Regions from separate parts of the Mus musculus genome. Here region 2 is linked to region 1. A link is a contact called in public Hi-C data. All regions are on one chromosome and are shown on one strand. The core of a region is the stretch at or near the end of the contact, and the rest is flanking DNA. Distances in the headings are between cores, read along the strand shown.

Region 1 (4,037 bases), core at 955-3,454:
TCAAGAGGCCCAAGAAAAGATGATCTCGGGTCAGCCTGGGTTATGCTGAGGCCCTGCTCTCACCCTACCCTCCAGAAGAGATGAGGCATTTATAGTCTAGCTGAGTAAAAACTAAACAGATATGAAGTCTGAGAGGTAAAACGTCACAGGGAAAATATAGAAAGTCTACGTAAGGACTATTTTTAGATAGAGATATTAGAGATTGCTTTACTGGGAAATAGTCCGGGATAGGAATGGAGCCCACTGGTAGAGTGTTTTCTCAGTATGCACGAGATCTAGGCAACTTCAGCACAGAGCTGAGACCACGGCATTGTAGAACACAGTGTAAAACCTGGGAATGAGCCAGTGTGGAAGCTGGAGGAAGAAACATACCAGGAAAAAGGTATTTTCATGTGCCCTGAGACACACGCCTATGTCGCTTATCCAAGAAACTAGGGAAGACCAAGCAATCGGGTAAACCTGACTAGAAATGGAGACCAGAGAGGTAATGGGTCCCGATGCTTTGTCAGGAAAATGAAGACACATGTGTGCCGTAGTCGAGTGTGACCCCAGCAGCCGAGGCTTCACAATCAGGGTTAGCGTTAGGGCTAGAGGTTGTTCTCAGGACATCCTGGGTGCTCACTCTCACTGAGTATGGCTAGGAACTCGCAAGATGCTGCTCATACTGCTGTCAATACTTCTTTAACCACACCTCCCTCCTCCAGCCACGCCCTCTTCAGCACCGTTCTCTTGGAAGAGAATTCACTCACAATATGCATCTTCTGCAGCACTTTATGCTCGGAGGGATTCTTAGTATACTTAATACCTCCACCTCCACCTCCACCATGGGCACGTGTATCTTCCATGAGATAGCCAGCACCTGGGGCAGAAGTGGAACTAGGCATCTGCAGCCTGCCTTCCTAGTCACTTATTTTCTCTCCTACACTTCCAGGGTTTCTCTCCCCACTGCAACCATATTCAGAAACATCCCCTAGGTGTTTCCTGCACACTCCTTGGTGGGCCTCACACAGTAGCCGGTGGCACACAGATTACTTAGAAACAGGCTGCTGCTCTCTGTCAGCTTCTAACTGCAGGGGGTCCAAGGTGGCCTCAGAATGAGTGCTCTTTTGGAAGAAGTTCCGGGCTAATGCTGCTGCTGCCACCGATCTCGGTGGCCGCACTTTGAGATCAGCTGACCTCTATGTAGCTGTGTTCCAACTCCCCCCACTGCACCTCCTGTCCTCTATGTAAGAGTAACGGATTCCTCTCAGTCACCATTATTTGCCTGAGGTCTGGAATAGTGCCTCATGAGTGGGTTAATATGTACCAGTTAGATAAATAACGATAATCTCGTTATAATTTTATTATTATCATTATTAATGTTTTGGGTGTTTTGCCTGTATGCATATCGGTGTATCCTCTATGTGCCTGGTGCCTGCAGAAGCCAGAAAGAGGAAATGGATCCCCTGGAAGCAAAGTCACAGACAACTGATTGCTGCCATTTAGGTGCTGGAAATCAAACCCCGGTCTTCTGGAGGCGCGATCGGTGCCTCTAACCACTAGCTATCTCTTTAGCCCCGGTACCTATTATTCCTTCAGCATATATGTGTGTTTCCCACTAATGTCTATCTCACTCGGTATACCCACACACAACGCATTCAAGGACACTCCAACTCACATGCTCCCAAATGGTCTTTATTATGGTGTGTGTTGTGTTTGTGTGGGTGCATGTTTCTATGCGGCAGAGAGAGCACACACTCGTGTGGTGGGCAGAGAACAACCTCGAGGTGTCAGTTCTCATACCATTCATTAGGTTTGTGTGTCAAGCATTTAGACACTGAAAATGTTAACAAACAAACAAACAAAACAAAAACAACTCCCCCACCAAAACCTTGCTTGATTCAATACACTTTTCAGTGGAAAGATGGAAAGGAAGGAAGGAAAAGGAAGGAAGGAAGGAAGGATACCTATGCTGAAGTTTTCCTGGTAAAGTAATGACTCACTCTTAATATATTTTTTTTTTTATTAGAATCAGGACATATAGGTAAATGTTCAGCTGAGGAAAACAACTCAAGTTCCTAAGTCATTCATACGCTGGCTCTGCTAATGAGCCGGTTATCACATGTTTAACTCACAGGTTAAATTTAAAAACCTGACAGAGACCGCATGACTGGCTCCCAGCCGAGTCAGTTGTTTTTGTAGCAAGCTTGGCAGAGATGAGTCTGAGCCTTTAGTTATAACCACTAGACCATACTGGTTTCCAGTTGAGGAGGAAGCCGGTGACTCAGAATGAAAGGGACCCTGCCAAATACGTGATACAATTGTCTTCAAATCACTACATCAAAGTAACAAAGTCACTTTGCACCCTCAGACCTGCAGTAGAAAAGAGCTTCACACGGTTTAATAGCCATGCGTTACACGTGATGAAAGAGCCCAGAAGGAATGTCTGCCTTGAAACCAGGAGCAATGGATGATTTACGTATTAGCAACAAGTGAACACACAGACTGGGATTTCCTTCTCATTCCAGAGCAAATGACACTAATAAGAACTGTACAGTAGCGGGGTGGGTGGTGGCAGTACAAGCCTTTGGCCCCAGAACTTGGGAGACAGAGGCAGGCAGATCTCTAGATCAAGTTCCAAGGCAGCCAGGGCTACACAGAAAAACCCTGTCTCACAAAACAAAACAAAACAACAACAAAACAAACAAACAAACAAATCTAGCAAAGGAATGGAAGCTTTTGGGCGGCAAGATGAATCACAGCAGGTAAGAGCACTGACTGCTCTTCCAAAGGTCCTAGTTCAGATCCTAGCAACCACATGGTGGCTCACAACCACCCGAAATGAGATCTGACGCCCTCTTCTGGTGTGTCTGAAGTCAGTGTCAGGGTACTTATGTATAATAATTAAATGTTTGGGCCAGAGTGAAGCTGACCAGAGCGAGCAGAGGTCCTTCCTAAAAATTCTCAACAATTCCCAACAACCACATGAAGGCTCACAACCATCTGTGCAGCTACAGTGTACACACAAACATAAAATAAATAACTTTTAAAAAATGGAAGCTTTCAATAAACAGTATAAACTGTACGTAGTGCAACCTAAAAATGGAAGAAACATTATTCACCGAATTTTAGCCTGCAACCCCAGCCTTTGGGAGTCTGAGGCAGGACTCTAAGCGTGAAGCCAGACTGGGCTACATATTGAGACCAATAGTTTTAATATAAATCTTTAGTGAGCTGAGTGTAGATGCATATCTTCAATCCGAGCGAACACTCAGGAGCTCAGGCAGGCAGATGTGTGAGTTTGAGGCTGGCTTGGTCTACACAGCAAGTTCCAGGCTACACAATGAGATCCTGTCTCAAACAAAATGAAAAAATTCTTCAGATAGAAAACAAGAGTATGCTGGGGTATGGTGGCGCATGCCTTTAATCCCAGCACTTGGGAGGCAGAGGCAGGCGGATTTCTGAGTTCGAGGCCAGCCTGGTCTATAGAGTATGTTCCAGGACAGCCAGGGCTACTCAGAGAAACCCTGTCTCAAAAAAAACAAAACAAACAACAACAACAAAAAACTTACTGAATTAAAAAATCCGTATTTCCTAGCAGCACACACTGGGGTACGCAGTAGGTGCTCCATAAATGTGTGAGTTGGGGAGGATCACTTTGGAACTTTTAGCAGGGGTGGGAGTCGGGTGGGAGAATCAAGATGGAGAAACACGGAAGTGATGTGACAGGGAAGTGACTAATCCTTTCCTAAAGCACTGGTCACCAGGCCTGCAGCCTCAGGACCACCAGGAAACTGGTTAGAGATGCAATTCTCAGAGACACTCGAAGACTCAAGCTCTGGGGTGAGGGGAAAAAACCCTACCTTTGCTCACACTTTCCTAGCGTGCAAAATTTAACACCCACTGTAGTTAGGGGGTGTTTCTCAGCCTTACGTGGGTCTGCTGGCCTCAACACAGAGAACCATCAAGACCCACAAGAGCTTTGCTGTAGGTATTCATGTTTTCCATATTTGCAATGTAACAAGACAGCTTAAAGCTATGAGCTTCCCTACATGTTA
Region 2 (4,458 bases), core at 260-2,759, 1.3 Mb before region 1:
CTATTCTCACATGGTCTGCAAAGGATTAGGTTTGCTCACTAGGATTCTGTCAAAATGTTTAATTCAGTGTTTCTTGGTGCGTTGGCAACCTTGTACAATCACTGCTATCATCTAACCCCAGGCCATTTTATCACTCCAAAAAAGAGACTCATGTTTAGTAGAGATAAACTAGTTCCTCCTACCCCAGTAAAATATGAAATTAAAGCATGTAAGAAAGAAAAAGTTGAAATATAGAGAACATGATTTCTAGATGTTTTGTGTGCAGAATACAAGAATCTAAGCCTTTCCTTTCTTGACCACGAAGAACTAGAAGTAACATTACCAACACATAACTTATAAGATGCTCTTGGCAAAAGGACAGAAATAAAAGTCCACCCTTCTGGGGCTGGAAAGAGAAGGCTCAGCTAGTGAGATGATAACTTTCTAAGCATGCAGATCTAAGTTGGATCTCCTGAACATACATTAAAAAGCCAGGCTTGGTGGTGGGTGCTCCTAATTTCACAGCTGAAGAGATAAGAGAAAGGCAAAGCACCAGGTTCTATTTAGAGACCTTGTCTCAAAAACATGGACAGCTCCCCAGGAACAACTCCTAAGGCTAACCTCTAGCCTCGAGCTTTTCTGGCGTGTGTACATACAGCTGTACCTACACAAACATGTAAACACACCACACAAACATGTACACACACATACACACACACCCCATAATCCTCTTCCCTCTTCTCTTCCTCCCCCTCCTCCAATTCTTCTTGTAATAGAATCTACCCTATTACCCATCTTAAGACATTTTAACCTGAACCAGGGACAGAGCAGAGACAGGAGAGGCAGGGTTAGGGTTAGTTAGGGTGGTAGTAGTCCTACTACTATGTACGGGTTACTTGGATGGATAGCAGGGAGACAGAGGCTGTGCCCAGTTTCACCTAGGTATATTTTTCAGAACAATTTACTTCTTTCATTAAGCACGTAAGATAAATAATCTTTGTTGCTCTAATTGTGGAACTGTGGCACCGGGGTTATCTGAGAATGTCTTAGAAACGCAGAGCATCCGATCCTACTTGTGCAGCAGAATCTGCACTTTAACACGGCCCTGTGTGAGAAGCACGGCTTTTCTAGGTTCTAAGGTCACTTAGCAGAAAGTCAGAGAAAGCTGAGTCCTATGTAATCAGTCACTAGACCAGCAAGGGCAGGTGGCCTGGGAAACAGAAAAGGGGAGGGGCCTCACAACCAGAGCTGCAGTGTCCAGCCATCAAGTCACTGTCAGTCATCTCCAATATACATTTGGTTACCTGTCCTCATTATCTTGGAGAATCCCCTTCTATGGTTCCAGAAACTCGGGCTTCCTAGCCTGGGGCCCCGGAAAGCTGGTCTTGCCCGCGAAGACTAGTGATCAGAGTCACAGGTACGGCTGTCAGCAGAGGCCCGGGCTGGCTCCACCCCCGCCCCGGGAGCCCCGCCTCACTCCGCCTCGGGGAGGGCGGAGGGAAGCCAAGCCTTACCCTTCCGAACCGCCCGGAAGTGACGTCATGCAGGAGCGGGCAGGTCTTTCGGTGCTCTTCCCCCTACCGTGCTCTTCTTCCCTAGTCCCTTCCCTCCCTTCCCCCTTTACTCCTCGATCTCGGGGTTCTGCGGACTCGGGGGTGACGGAGGAGATGGAGTAAGCGTTCGGTGGCGGCCAGGAGCGCGGCCCGAGCAGTCACAGCCCGGAGGCATTGAGGGAGCCGGCGGGGGACCGGCCCCAGCACCGCCCCTCCAGGTAGCCGGCTGCGAGGTGAGTGACCTGTCTCGGGCACCGGGCGACCTGGGTCTGCGGCCAGCTTGCGGGCTACGGGTCTCCCCGGGCCTCCCGGCTGCTACTGTTGCCTAGTGACGGGCCGGGTCGGGCGGGCTGGCGGTGGGTGGCCCGGGAAGCCGGATCCAGGTAGCGAGAAGCGGGAGGGAGCGGATCTCAGAGGCCGGTGACTCTGGGCGAGGCCTTCGGGCGACGGGAGCCCCGCTGCCTGGGTCATTCTGCTGCTGGGAGAGTCCCCAGAGCTGGCGCAGGAGCTCGGGTTTCCGCCGTGGAGATCTCCGTATCCTTTTGGGAAATTGGACAGTGCTCCGGGACTGCTGAGACAGCCCCCCTCGTTTCTGATACTTGGTTCCGATAGCTGGGGTCACCGGCTAAGGCCCTGCACTTCGGACGCCTTTCTCTGATGGTAGTTGTCTTTCTGGACTGGACGGTTATTGTGTGTGTGAGGTGGGTGGGGCAGATAAGGTTTGAGAGAAAGAAATCCCCATGGGGGCTCCAGTGCGCCTGTTTAAGCTACAGAAAAAGGTTTAGACAGATAAAGCTTGCAGAAACTTCTTGGGATTCGCATGGACGCGTTACCTGTGATCAGTAATTAAGGACACACAGTGTTTCCCTTTCTCAACAGGATTGAAGAGACTCCAGACCAGCTCCTTAAAGTGATTTTGATTGTAAATTATCAGCTAGAGGTTTTTCTTTGCACATCAAAACCAGGGATTGTGTGATGACACTTTGAAACGCCGTATTTAAGTTTTCTGAGTCGTGCGCCTCTGTTCAGAGAAAGCAATTTAACAAAGATGCTGTAAGTCAGTCAGCCATTACAAAACCCAAGCAGTTCTGGTGTTTGCTTGGAAGATTCTTTTTCGACTTTGAAGGCTTTCCCCTCCTTAATAAAGGTTGGAGGAGAAGGGGATTGTGGTTATGCAAAGGAAAGGAGCCTAACTGAACACATAGAGCTTTATTCTGTTCAGATATACCTACGCACATGTGAAGATCATTCATTTTGTCTGTCAGAGACGATTACATATGTAATACAGATGTGTTGTAATTCCATACAGTAGGACATTGCTATACAAATACATTCTATATTTGGGAATTAAATCATGTTGACATAGTTGAAATTTGTGATTTATCCTCTCAAAAAAAAAAAACCAAAAAACCAAAAAAACTCCCCAAAACCAGGTCCTCGTACATGTTTTGATCCTATTTTATAGGAGTTGAAATTTGTTAAGTTCTTATTATTCCTCATTCGACATCTTTTATGAGGTCCTATTGATGTTTGCCTTTTAAATATTGAATCTTCATCTTCAGCACCACCTCCTTGTTGCAGTCACATTGGTCTCTTGCATCTAGAGGGCTTGACACCTGTGGTCTCTGTGCTGGGATGGACATCTCATAATATAGATCTGATCACAATGGCTTTACCTTTTGGAGTAACTGAAATTCTTTTTTTGTTGTTTTTGTTTTTGCTTTTTTTGAGACAAAATTTCATTGTATGGCCTTGGCTGTCCTGGAACTCTCTTTGTAGACCAGGCTGGCCTTGAACTCACAAAGGCCTCTGCCTCACAGAGCCTAACTGAAATTCTTGATGTCTCTGTAAGGCCCTCTTGTCTGTTGGTCTAGCTTCATCTCTACAGTACCTTTGGCATTCTTTTCTTTCCCGGTCGCCACATCCATTGTCTATCTTTCTGTTCCTCCTCCAGGCACATGGCTCTTGGTCATACTTCCTGGACGTGTCCACAAGAGCCCGGAAATGTTGTTCTTTCATATGCTCCAGGTTAATGCCTGCTTATCATTCAGTTCACTTCAGTAGTCTTTGATCAGTATAGATTCTCCTTATTAAGTGTTCTCCACTGCAGCTCTCATAGTTACATTCATCACTTCCTGATACCGTCCGTGTGCCTGTTTGTTAACTGAGTGAACTCACTGAGCGCTGGCTAGATGCGCCAGAAATGTACTGAGTATTCTAGATGGATCATCATCTTTAATCGCTACCACAATCACTAGGAAGTACTGGTGACTCCCTCCCTTCTCATAGATGAGAAATTGTTAGGTGTGTTAGTAAGGTTCTCTAAAACAGAATCAGTATATATTATATTAGAAGAAGACTATTAGGTTAGCTTCTGCAGTAGGGGCCAGGCGGTCCAGTATTGACCATCTGCATGCTGGAGTGGCTAATCTGGCTACTGCTCAGTTCCAGAGGCTGCATGCCTCTGTAGGCCCAGTCTGCTGTGGAAGGCTTGGAGTATTGGTGGAAGATTGCTTGTCTTCATCCCATCTGCACTGGAAGGCTGAAGAAACTGGGTTCTGCTGTCAGCAAGGATGGTGTGGTGGTTTGAATAGGTTTGACCTCATGGACTCATGTGTTTGAATGCTTGGCCCACAGAGAGTGGCACTGTTGGGAGGTGTGTCCTTGTTAGAGTAGCTGTGGCCTTATTGGAGAAACTGTGTCACTGTGTAGGCAGGCTTTGAGGGCTCCTAGTGCTCACAAGCTCTGCCCAGTCCAGAAGAGCCATTCTCCTTCTGGCTGCTTCGGATCAGGATGTAGGACACTCAGCTCCTTCTAGATTACCATGTCTGCCTGGACACTGCCATGCTTCCTGCCATGATGACACCGGACTCGGAAACTGTAAGCCAGCCCCAATTAAATGTTTGCCTTTATACGAGTTACCTTG

The links. Hi-C and Micro-C count contacts between places; a contact is called where the count stands out from the background.
Region 2: a contact with region 1 is called in a Hi-C map of B cells, with 9 read pairs. The contact joins the promoter of Scyl2 here to the enhancer-like site in region 1. A contact is called at or near these places in 2 of 39 promoter capture datasets (the C10 cell line and pre-B cells) and 1 of 484 Hi-C or Micro-C datasets (B cells).

What each region holds. Positions count from the first base shown.
Region 1 is chr10:88,404,163-88,408,199 of GRCm38.p6, reverse strand. All of the region lies in intron 2 of Gnptab (N-acetylglucosamine-1-phosphate transferase, alpha and beta subunits), which reads right to left. Among named protein-coding and RNA genes, the nearest start is that of Gnptab, 27 kb to the right of the region's middle. Within about 2 kb of position 2,204, at least 52 of the 459 cell types and tissues checked have an H3K27ac peak or open chromatin away from gene starts, as enhancers often do. A contact at or near this core is called in B cells, where this site is marked.
Region 2 is chr10:89,683,345-89,687,802 of GRCm38.p6, reverse strand. Scyl2 (SCY1-like 2 (S. cerevisiae)) reads left to right here and starts at 1,509. Exons shown (of 18, transcript NM_198021.3): 1 at 1,509-1,765. 1500026H17Rik (RIKEN cDNA 1500026H17 gene) reads right to left here and starts at 1,440. Exons shown (of 3, transcript NR_130956.1): 1 at 1,284-1,440.